Regions from separate parts of the Zea mays genome. Here regions 2 and 3 are each linked to region 1. Evidence: chromatin contacts called from public Hi-C data. All regions are on one chromosome and are shown on one strand. Each heading gives the region's core, a stretch centred on a gene start, on an enhancer-like site or on the middle of the called end of the contact. The rest is flanking DNA. Distances are from core to core; before and after follow the strand shown. Region 1 holds the start of LOC100191383. Region 2 holds the start of LOC103632556 (polyadenylate-binding protein-interacting protein 11). Region 3 holds the start of LOC109940748.

Region 1 (2,700 bases), core at 51-2,550:
TTTTTCATAGGATCAAAAGGATTCTACAGACAAAAAGGACCCCACGAATGATAGATGCAACCACATCAAACCCATAAAAATGCTCTTACCTACGATGTCTCAGTTTTTGCTATCAATCTTATGCTATGCGCAGCGGTTACCGCACGCTGCCCCCTCCGCTACGTGTAGGGGCTGCAGTGCGATGCTAAAAGCTACAGCGGTGCCCCCCTCCGCTGCCCCCTAAACAACGATAAGTTTCTCTCTCCCTCCCTTCTAGTGTTCCTCTAAACGATGTAGCTTTCTTGACTTTTGTGTCTGCTATTAATTGTTAGTTTAGAAAGAATGATAATAGATGATAAATAGTAAATAGTTATAGAAAATGATATTTTGTGGTTGTAGTGGGTATATGTGGAGAATTTAGGTAGAACCGTTGCGGAAGGGTGAAATCTGGGTGACGTGTCGAAAAAGTGAGGTATAGAGGGCAAAATTTAGAGGGAACTGTTGCGGATGCCTACCATTTTGTAACCAAAATACCAAATACAATGAATGCACATTTAAATAACCCTTTAGATATTCTACTAAATGCAGCTGATGTACTTCAGCTTATATTTGTTTTAGACAATGACCCACTTAAATATGGCTTGAAGACTATGTATGTCATCGTTTTATTTCTAGATACAATATATGCATATACAGTTAGCTGTTAGCCCTTAGATCATGCTACCCACTAATTGAAGATAACTGACAAATACAATCTATAATTTTTTTTATAATGAACAATACCGAGCCAGTATTAATATTTAAACCTTCCCTTTATTTGCATAAAAAGAGAATATTAATATTACATTATACCTGTACCTTCATATATAACATCTTTTTACACATAAAAATTTGTATCATCACAAAAAAACAATAATAACGTGCGCTCGCGCGCGTCAAACAATAGTTTAAGGGTATGTTTGGTTCACTCCTAACTTGCCACACTTTGTCTAACTTTTCTGCCTAAAGTTAGTTCTTCAATTTAGATGACTAATCTTAGGCAAAGTGTGACGTAATTAGTCACGAACCAAACAGGACTTAGTACTCATTGATATTATGGACTAAACTTTGATCAGAAACCAACCATCCCTAGCTTTTAATTTTGATCGAGGAAAACATGTCCTTTCACGTCTAAGGCCAGGAAGCAGCTGCAGGCCCGTACTGGGCTATGGGCTGTGAACCTGTTGCCAGTCGGGTGAGTGCACGAGGCCCCGCCCACTTTCTGCTTCTCCCGTATTGCCGTGCCCTCCTCCCTCTCCCTGCTCGCTCTCTCCCTCTCGTCGCTTTCTTTCCTGGTCGCGCCGCCCTTCATCAGGTCTCCTCCGCCTTAGCCGGTGAAGAGCGACCAGGTACGCGTACGCCCCTTCCCCTTCCTTCACCTCCCTCTGCGAATCGAGCACCCGAAACCCTAACTAAGCTACATGTATTCGGATTCGGATCCGATCCAATTTCCATGGATATGTGTACTACATATCCACTAACTTCGATTTCTGGCAAAAACTATTGTCGGATAAACCATGCCCTATAAATGATGCGCCCATGACTATGCTGCATGTTTCAGTTGATTTTTTTTCTCTCGAAAAGTTGTTGAGTTGCGAAATTTCAGAGCATAGGCTCCTCACTAAGTTTCGCCTCATGTTTGCATTTTAGGCCCAATAAATAATCACCATGGCTCATCAAAAGCGTGAAGGCAGCTACGCCGATGATGATAGTACATCCAAGCGCATCAAAGGCACCGACACTGCTTCTGAAACGGGGGACAGTGTAGAGTCTAGTGTTTCACAGCAAATGGATGCTGAAGCTAGGAGGACCTGCCAAAAGGAAAGCGAAGCACCATCGGACAAATGCGTTTCAGATGGGGAATGCGCTGCAAACTCTAAGGTTTTGGGTGAGCAGAAGATGGTATTGACTGTTGTCGAGGCTGATGCGGCGGACGACAAGGGTTGCAGGCACACTATGGAGGACGCCTGGGTGGTGCTCCCCAATGCTGGTGCAGAATCCCCAGGAAGCTTGAGGTCATCATCTTTCCTGTTCATATTAAGTACTCGCATGCATTGCTGATGTATGTAGTTTGAGGTGTACTGGATGGTGCAGGTGCGTACATTTTGCGATTTATGACGGGCATGGTGGTCGCTTGGCGGCAGATTATGCACAGAAGCATTTGCATCAGAATGTCATCGCTGCAGGATTACCACGTGAGTTGGTCTGTTTACATTTTCCACTGTTTTTTTGTGTTTATGTTAGTTGTTCTGACACTTTCTTCCCTTTGAAACTTCTCTTATAGGCATTTTTTTTGCTATGTTTCCATAGCTTAGGAACAAATAGTTTCTGTTATATGTACGCATTTTCTTGCTAGTGTTATTTTATGCAAAATTTTCATGGTTTGCCATATAATTAAGATATTCCCAGTTCATTTTAGATGCACCTTTGTTAAAAAATTGAAATGCTCTGCTGTTATCTAAATACTGCCCAATTATTTTGCAGATGGATATTAAAGCTGCAAAGAAGGCTGTAATTGAAGGTATTCAACACTCCAAAGTTAATTATTACTTGCTCCTTGCTTGTCTAGGAACTATTGGTCTTAGATCGACTGTAAGGCCCTCTAGCTGAATTAGTTATGTGGTCTGAGTAGCACTCTTCAGTTCCTTAGTTTGACTCCCCATGGGAGTGAATTTCAGGTTG
Region 2 (2,700 bases), core at 91-2,590, 140 kb before region 1:
ACAGCAAGTCTATTAGCTCTTCCTGGACCAGCTAGTAACAATTGGCAGTATGGATATCCTGATCAAGGTAGTTTTTTCTTAAAAAAAATCTGACAAGTTGGTTTTTTCCTTTTCCTTTCTGAAATGATGGAGGAAGAGAAACATTGACGATATCCAATGCACTTAAATCGAGAGAGATCCAGGAGGACTGATGAATGTGGCTGCGGCTGGCACAGTGGAAGGAACTATAGGCATATCATTTGTCAGGGAGGGGGCTTGGAGTCTGAGGCTGAATATTCCTGCTCTGGCAAATATGAGGATCAACAAACAAAGTAATAATTTCTGGTGTGACAGAGCATCTAGGTAGAGAGAAACGATCCAATTATTCAGGCAAAATATATCTGTGTGTCTTCGTCTTAATGAAATACTGCGTCGACCTTTGTGCACAGGCCAACCAGGAAACAATGGTAGCCCTGCCCTACTGCCCTAGAAAAGAACATGGAGGACCTGAAGCACAGGGAGCGAGTAACAAGAGCCTCTTTCTCAATTATGCCGCTACATGTATGCATGCATGTGTCCACCGATCCACCCACACAGTAGCTAGTAGCTAACTAAGAATCCCCCGATCTGAATCAAATTGCGCGCGGCTATTTTTACAAATCGATTACCGATCTGACCAGAAAGAACAGCGATACGAATGTGATCGCGCCAAGCGTATAGCAAACACCGAAAGAAGAAAACAGCTGAATCGAATTAATCAGCACACAGAGGAATCAAATCCGGAAGGAAGGTGACGAAATGGCAGCAAGTTATATTACTGTAATAATACATGTAAAGCAAGGAGAGGGAAGACAACGCGAGCAAGATCGGGCCGGGAAAGAAAAGTGACCAAGGCAAGCTTGCGTGCTTACCGCCGCCTTCCCCACGCCGGCGTTGTTTGGGGCGGCTATCACCGCACCGTTGGCGGCGGCTGCGGCCACCGCTCGCCCCAAGCTGGACCGCGTGAACTCTGGCGCGTCGGCCGAGAGCTGCTTCCTGCTGCCCCCTAGGCGCCACCACGGGAGGAACTCCCTGGCGTCGGGGTTCAGCGCGCCCGCTAGCTCCCTCCTCGCCGCCGTCACCACGCTCACCTGCGCCATGGGTCGCTCGTCCGCGCCTTCGTCGGTGTGGTGCTGGTGCTGTGGCGGCCGCCGCGCGCGGGGACTCTGCGTTTGCGTGCGGGCTGAGGACGATGTCACGGCGATCTCCTGCTCCCGGCACGAAATAGAGATGGAAAGCGGGCGGGCAAGCAATGCAACGCCAACGCCCTAGCTAGAGTACGTGTTGTCTTTAGCAGCCCTTCGATCTCGTCTCAGAGACGCTAGCCTGCGCTCATTATTACCAGTACTACTTGTAGAATAACCCACTGACGGTGGGCAGAAAGAGTGTTGGGACCGGATGTCAGTCAGCGCAGGGTTCATGCGATGGAGTGACTTGTGAGTGCTAGCCACTGACAGAAACCGTCTCCCTGAAACAAGGCGCCCACTTGCAGGGGCCCACTAGTCAGTGAAGGAGGGCACGGAACTAGCATGGTTTGAATGCCTGCCCCAGAATAAAATGATCACCATTTTTGTATGTAGCCGTTATTACCACGGTGAGTCGGTGATTCAAAATCCTCTGAGGTCAAATGTTATGGTTCGTTTGACATTTTAACACCAAGGCTTGTCTTATTCAAAAATTTTGCAATAAATTGAAAATTTCAATGGCACGCTTAAAATATATTATATGTTAAATAATGTCACAGTAATAAACAATAATTATGAATTTTTAATAAGACGAGCCGGTTAAATTATTGTCAAAAAAGTTAAACGAATTATAAATTGGAATGGAGAAATATATCTTTTAAAGTAAGATGATGTGATTTTTATGACTCCCATCGTCTTGGCAATCTCGAAAACTCTATGTTCCATGTTTCATTTTCGAAGTTTATTATATCCAACTTCACGCCTAAAGCTTACATGTTCATATGACTAATGCACCGGCATAATTCTGTATATGTCATAATACAAATGAATGGCTAATAATTTCATGCATATCAAGCTCAAGAAGCTTATACACGGTTATTTTTTACGATTATATTGACGAAGGTGCTTCGTTCTGGATGTGCGTTGCAAGTGCTAACAACGGCCATTTACTAGATTCACACGTAAAAAAGAGAAGAAAAATGAGTATGTCGTCATATAACCACTACCGGAATCCGTGGCTTTGCGGAGTTAACTCGGCGTCACGCACCAAGGATATCCATGTTTATTTTGTCATAGTGGCTTCGTTGTGGATGTACTTTATGAGTGGTCGACCACAATGAGAGATTTGTTGGATTATTTCTATCTGACGTAGATTGGATGGAATTAAAAAATTTATAAAATATTTTGACTCGTTTGAGATTCAAACACTCAGAGCCCGTTCGGTAGCACTGGAACAATTCCATACTAAGAACTGTTCCAGGCCAGGCTTTAGTGCATCCGGCTATTTCACTCTTTCCAGCCCAGAACTAATCCAACTGGAACACTTTTGCCTGGAACACTTCTTCACTTGTTCGGCAACCTAGGATTAAGACTGTTTGAGAAAAATATGAGTTACAGGCTTATAACGTCACACATGCGCTAGCCAACCAAAAGCATATAAACTTTATCAAAATATAGTCTTGCTGCTTACAAATGTCTGTTCGCTTTGCCCAGGTTG
Region 3 (2,700 bases), core at 107-2,606, 190 kb after region 1:
AGCGGATCATGTTGGTGGTGGTGCGAATCATGCGCTGCCCAGCCGTTCTGGGTGGAGGTGTAGGGGCACGAGAGACGCAACTGAATGCCACTGGTGAGGAAGAATGACCGAGAGGCGTGGTTGTCGAACTCGCGGCCGTTGTCGCACTGCAGTGCACGGACCGGGCGCCGGAACTGGGTGGATACCCAGGCGAAGAAGTGAGGGTGGTAAACGTGTCGGACTTCAGCCGAAGGGGGAAAGTCCAAAGTAAATGGGAGTAGTCGTCCAGAATGACCAGGTAGTATTTGTAGCCGAAGAGGCTAAGGACAGGAGACGTCCAGACATCACAGCGGACAAGATCAAAGGCCTGAACAGCCCTGGACGTGGAAGTGGAAAAAGGAAGACGGGAGTGACGGCCGAGCTGACAAGCATGACAGAGGCGCTCAGAAGAGCCCCGAGTATAGGATATGTCTGAGTGGCCGGAAAGCTGGGACATGACGTCAGGTCCAGGGTGCCCAAGACGACGATGCCAAATGGCGGAGAAGGTGGTGGTAGTAGCAAGAGCATGTGATGTGGTGGTAGTAGTAAGTGCAGGAGATGAGGCTACTCTGGTGTGGAGAGTGGAGGGCAAGTGAAGAGAAAAGAGGGGGCTAGAGCTGTCACAGCGAGCGAGCACAGCATGTATGGGAAGGTGGCGTATGGTGAGACCCAAGGGGTCGAACTCCATAGAGCACTGGTTGTCACTAGTGAAGCGACGAACCGAGAGGAGGGGATGAGTCAGTCCGGGAGCAAGAAAGACGTCGTTAAGGCAGAATGGTCCTGGAAGAACCGATGCACCTACTGAGGTGACCGGGAGGGTGGAACCGTTGCCGACGAAGATGGAGGAAGGATGTGAGGGGTGTGGTGGATGGGAGTGGAATAACGAACTAGTTGTGGGGGTAGTGTGGAAGGAGGCCCCAAAGTCAACCACCCAATCGACGGGAGAGGGAGATAGAGGGAAGGCCGCAGGGTGCGCTGAAAGAGCCAGAGGAGGAGCGCTAGCGTGGTTACTAGGAGGGGAGGGGGACAAAGGGGGCTCGATTGCCAGGGAGGCTATCATTGTACGAGGAAAGACAAGGGGTCCGGACACGTGACGACCGGCCGTGGGGTGGATTTCAACACAGTCACGGAGGACAGGGCTCATGGTGCGATCGAAGGCCACGAGGGTGCCCTGGACAAGCTGACCATCGTGGAGGACACGCACGGTGAGCCCGTCGAAAGGGGGTGAAGCCATGAGAGAGTGGAGAAGTGAATGGCGAATGGTGCAGCAAAGGGATGCACGGCGTTCAGCAACGAGGGGATACACGCGGAAGGAGGTTGTGCTCCTTGGATGAGCCGCTCACAAGGGAAGAGGAATGGAGAAGAGAGAGGTGGTGCTTTGTGGTGGGAGATGGAAGAGAGGGAGATGGGGAGTGCGGCTGCAATTATGCAATCAATGGCTACGGCGGCGGCTCTGGTGCGCGTTCTGTCGGGTGAGGCGAGCCCGCGGCGACTGACAGGCAGAGGGGAAATGGTCGTCAGGACGTGTTCGAAGAGGCCCTCGTCGCAGGGGAGCGCGAGGCAGAGCACGCAGAAGGAACAGGAAGCCGAGCAGCCGAGGTCGAGCAGATCTGCAGCAGGTGCCGATGCGACCGAGCAGCACTACAGCAAGGGCCGAGCACAGGAGCAGTCAGGAGCACTGGAGCAGCCGAGCACTAGGAAAACGAGCAGGGGACGGTCGGACGGGGATCCGATGGAAGGCTGGACGAAGAGTGAATGACGAGCAGCTTCTCACCCCTAGGGCCGATGAACACCGTGTGGGGCAGCACGAGGTTGGGGTGGCTGACAGCGCCGATCCGCCGCGCGGCGGCATAGGCCTCGTCGGCGCCGACGACGACGCACGCGGGGCGCACGAACCTCAGCAGCACGGCGGCCTCCCCGGAGCGCACGGCGGTGCAGTACAGCGTGCTGTGCGCGGACTTGGCGACGACCTCCCCGGGCGCCTCGAGGACGGCGGCCACCGACAGCGCCTCCACGCCTGGGAACCTGAGGAGCGCCTGCGGGCCGGCGCCGAGGCGGTCGGCGAAGGCGTCGAAATACGGCAGCGCGGCGCCCCCGCCGGTCGGCGGCTCGCGCGCGTTTGGAGAAAGACAAGCGCCCGAAGGAGCGCGGCTGGGTGGAGGAGAGGGGCCGCGGGCCGGAAGCAGAGGGGCAGGAGGCGGCGGCCGGGGCAAGGGGAAGGGCCGGCGGCGGCCGGAGGAAGGAGAGGGGGGCGGCGGGTTGGGCGGCTGGGGTGGCGGCGCCCGAGAGAAAGGGAAAAAACTAAACCTAGCTCTGGTACCAAGTTAGAATAGGAAACCCTAACCCTAACAGGGGTTGGGTGATGTATTAATAGACTGAGTAAACTGGGCCAGGCCCATTACAGAGGGGTGAGATAGTAATTGCACGGGGAAATCCCCAAACCCAAAACGGGTATTCTAACAATAAGTATTAGTGAATTCAAAGTTAACTCATGGAAGCAACAAAAGATGAGAACTGGTCATACAGCGGATTGAGCAAAGAAAAACTGCATCGTTGTGGTGCAAATCATGAACTCGCAATAACTGAACAGAGCTTAATGCATAATGCATTATTACCTTGCCAGTACTATTCGTGTCTCAGACATTAGTTGGTCTAGCTTTCTGAAATCATTTAGGAGTGATG

What was found. Hi-C and Micro-C count contacts between places; a contact is called where the count stands out from the background.
Region 2: a Hi-C map of ear shows a contact between it and region 1, with 2.1 times the contacts expected there. The contact joins the promoter of LOC103632556 here to the promoter of LOC100191383 in region 1. A contact is called at or near these places in 2 of 25 Hi-C or Micro-C datasets (ear and endosperm).
Region 3: a Hi-C map of leaf shows a contact between it and region 1, with 4 times the contacts expected there. The contact joins the promoter of LOC109940748 here to the promoter of LOC100191383 in region 1. A contact is called at or near these places in 7 of 25 Hi-C or Micro-C datasets (ear, leaf, root tip and 1 more) and 2 of 3 datasets of contacts at active chromatin or transcription factors (leaf and seedling).

The regions. Positions count from the first base shown.
Region 1 is chr7:90,324,184-90,326,883 of Zm-B73-REFERENCE-NAM-5.0, reverse strand. It overlaps LOC100191383, which reads left to right and starts at 1,300. Exons shown (of 11, transcript NM_001136817.1): 1 at 1,300-1,367; 2 at 1,669-2,033; 3 at 2,113-2,221; 4 at 2,503-2,539. The coding sequence starts at 1,687.
Region 2 is chr7:90,460,717-90,463,416 of Zm-B73-REFERENCE-NAM-5.0, reverse strand. It overlaps LOC103632556 (polyadenylate-binding protein-interacting protein 11), which reads right to left and starts at 1,340. Exons shown (of 10, transcript XM_008654319.3): 1 at 891-1,340. The coding sequence starts at 1,118.
Region 3 is chr7:90,134,714-90,137,413 of Zm-B73-REFERENCE-NAM-5.0, reverse strand. LOC109940748 reads right to left here and starts at 1,356. Exons shown (of 1, transcript XM_020540884.3): 1 at 1-1,356. LOC103633997 (peroxisome biogenesis protein 3-1) reads right to left here. Exons shown (of 7, transcript XM_020540883.3): 6 at 2,634-2,700.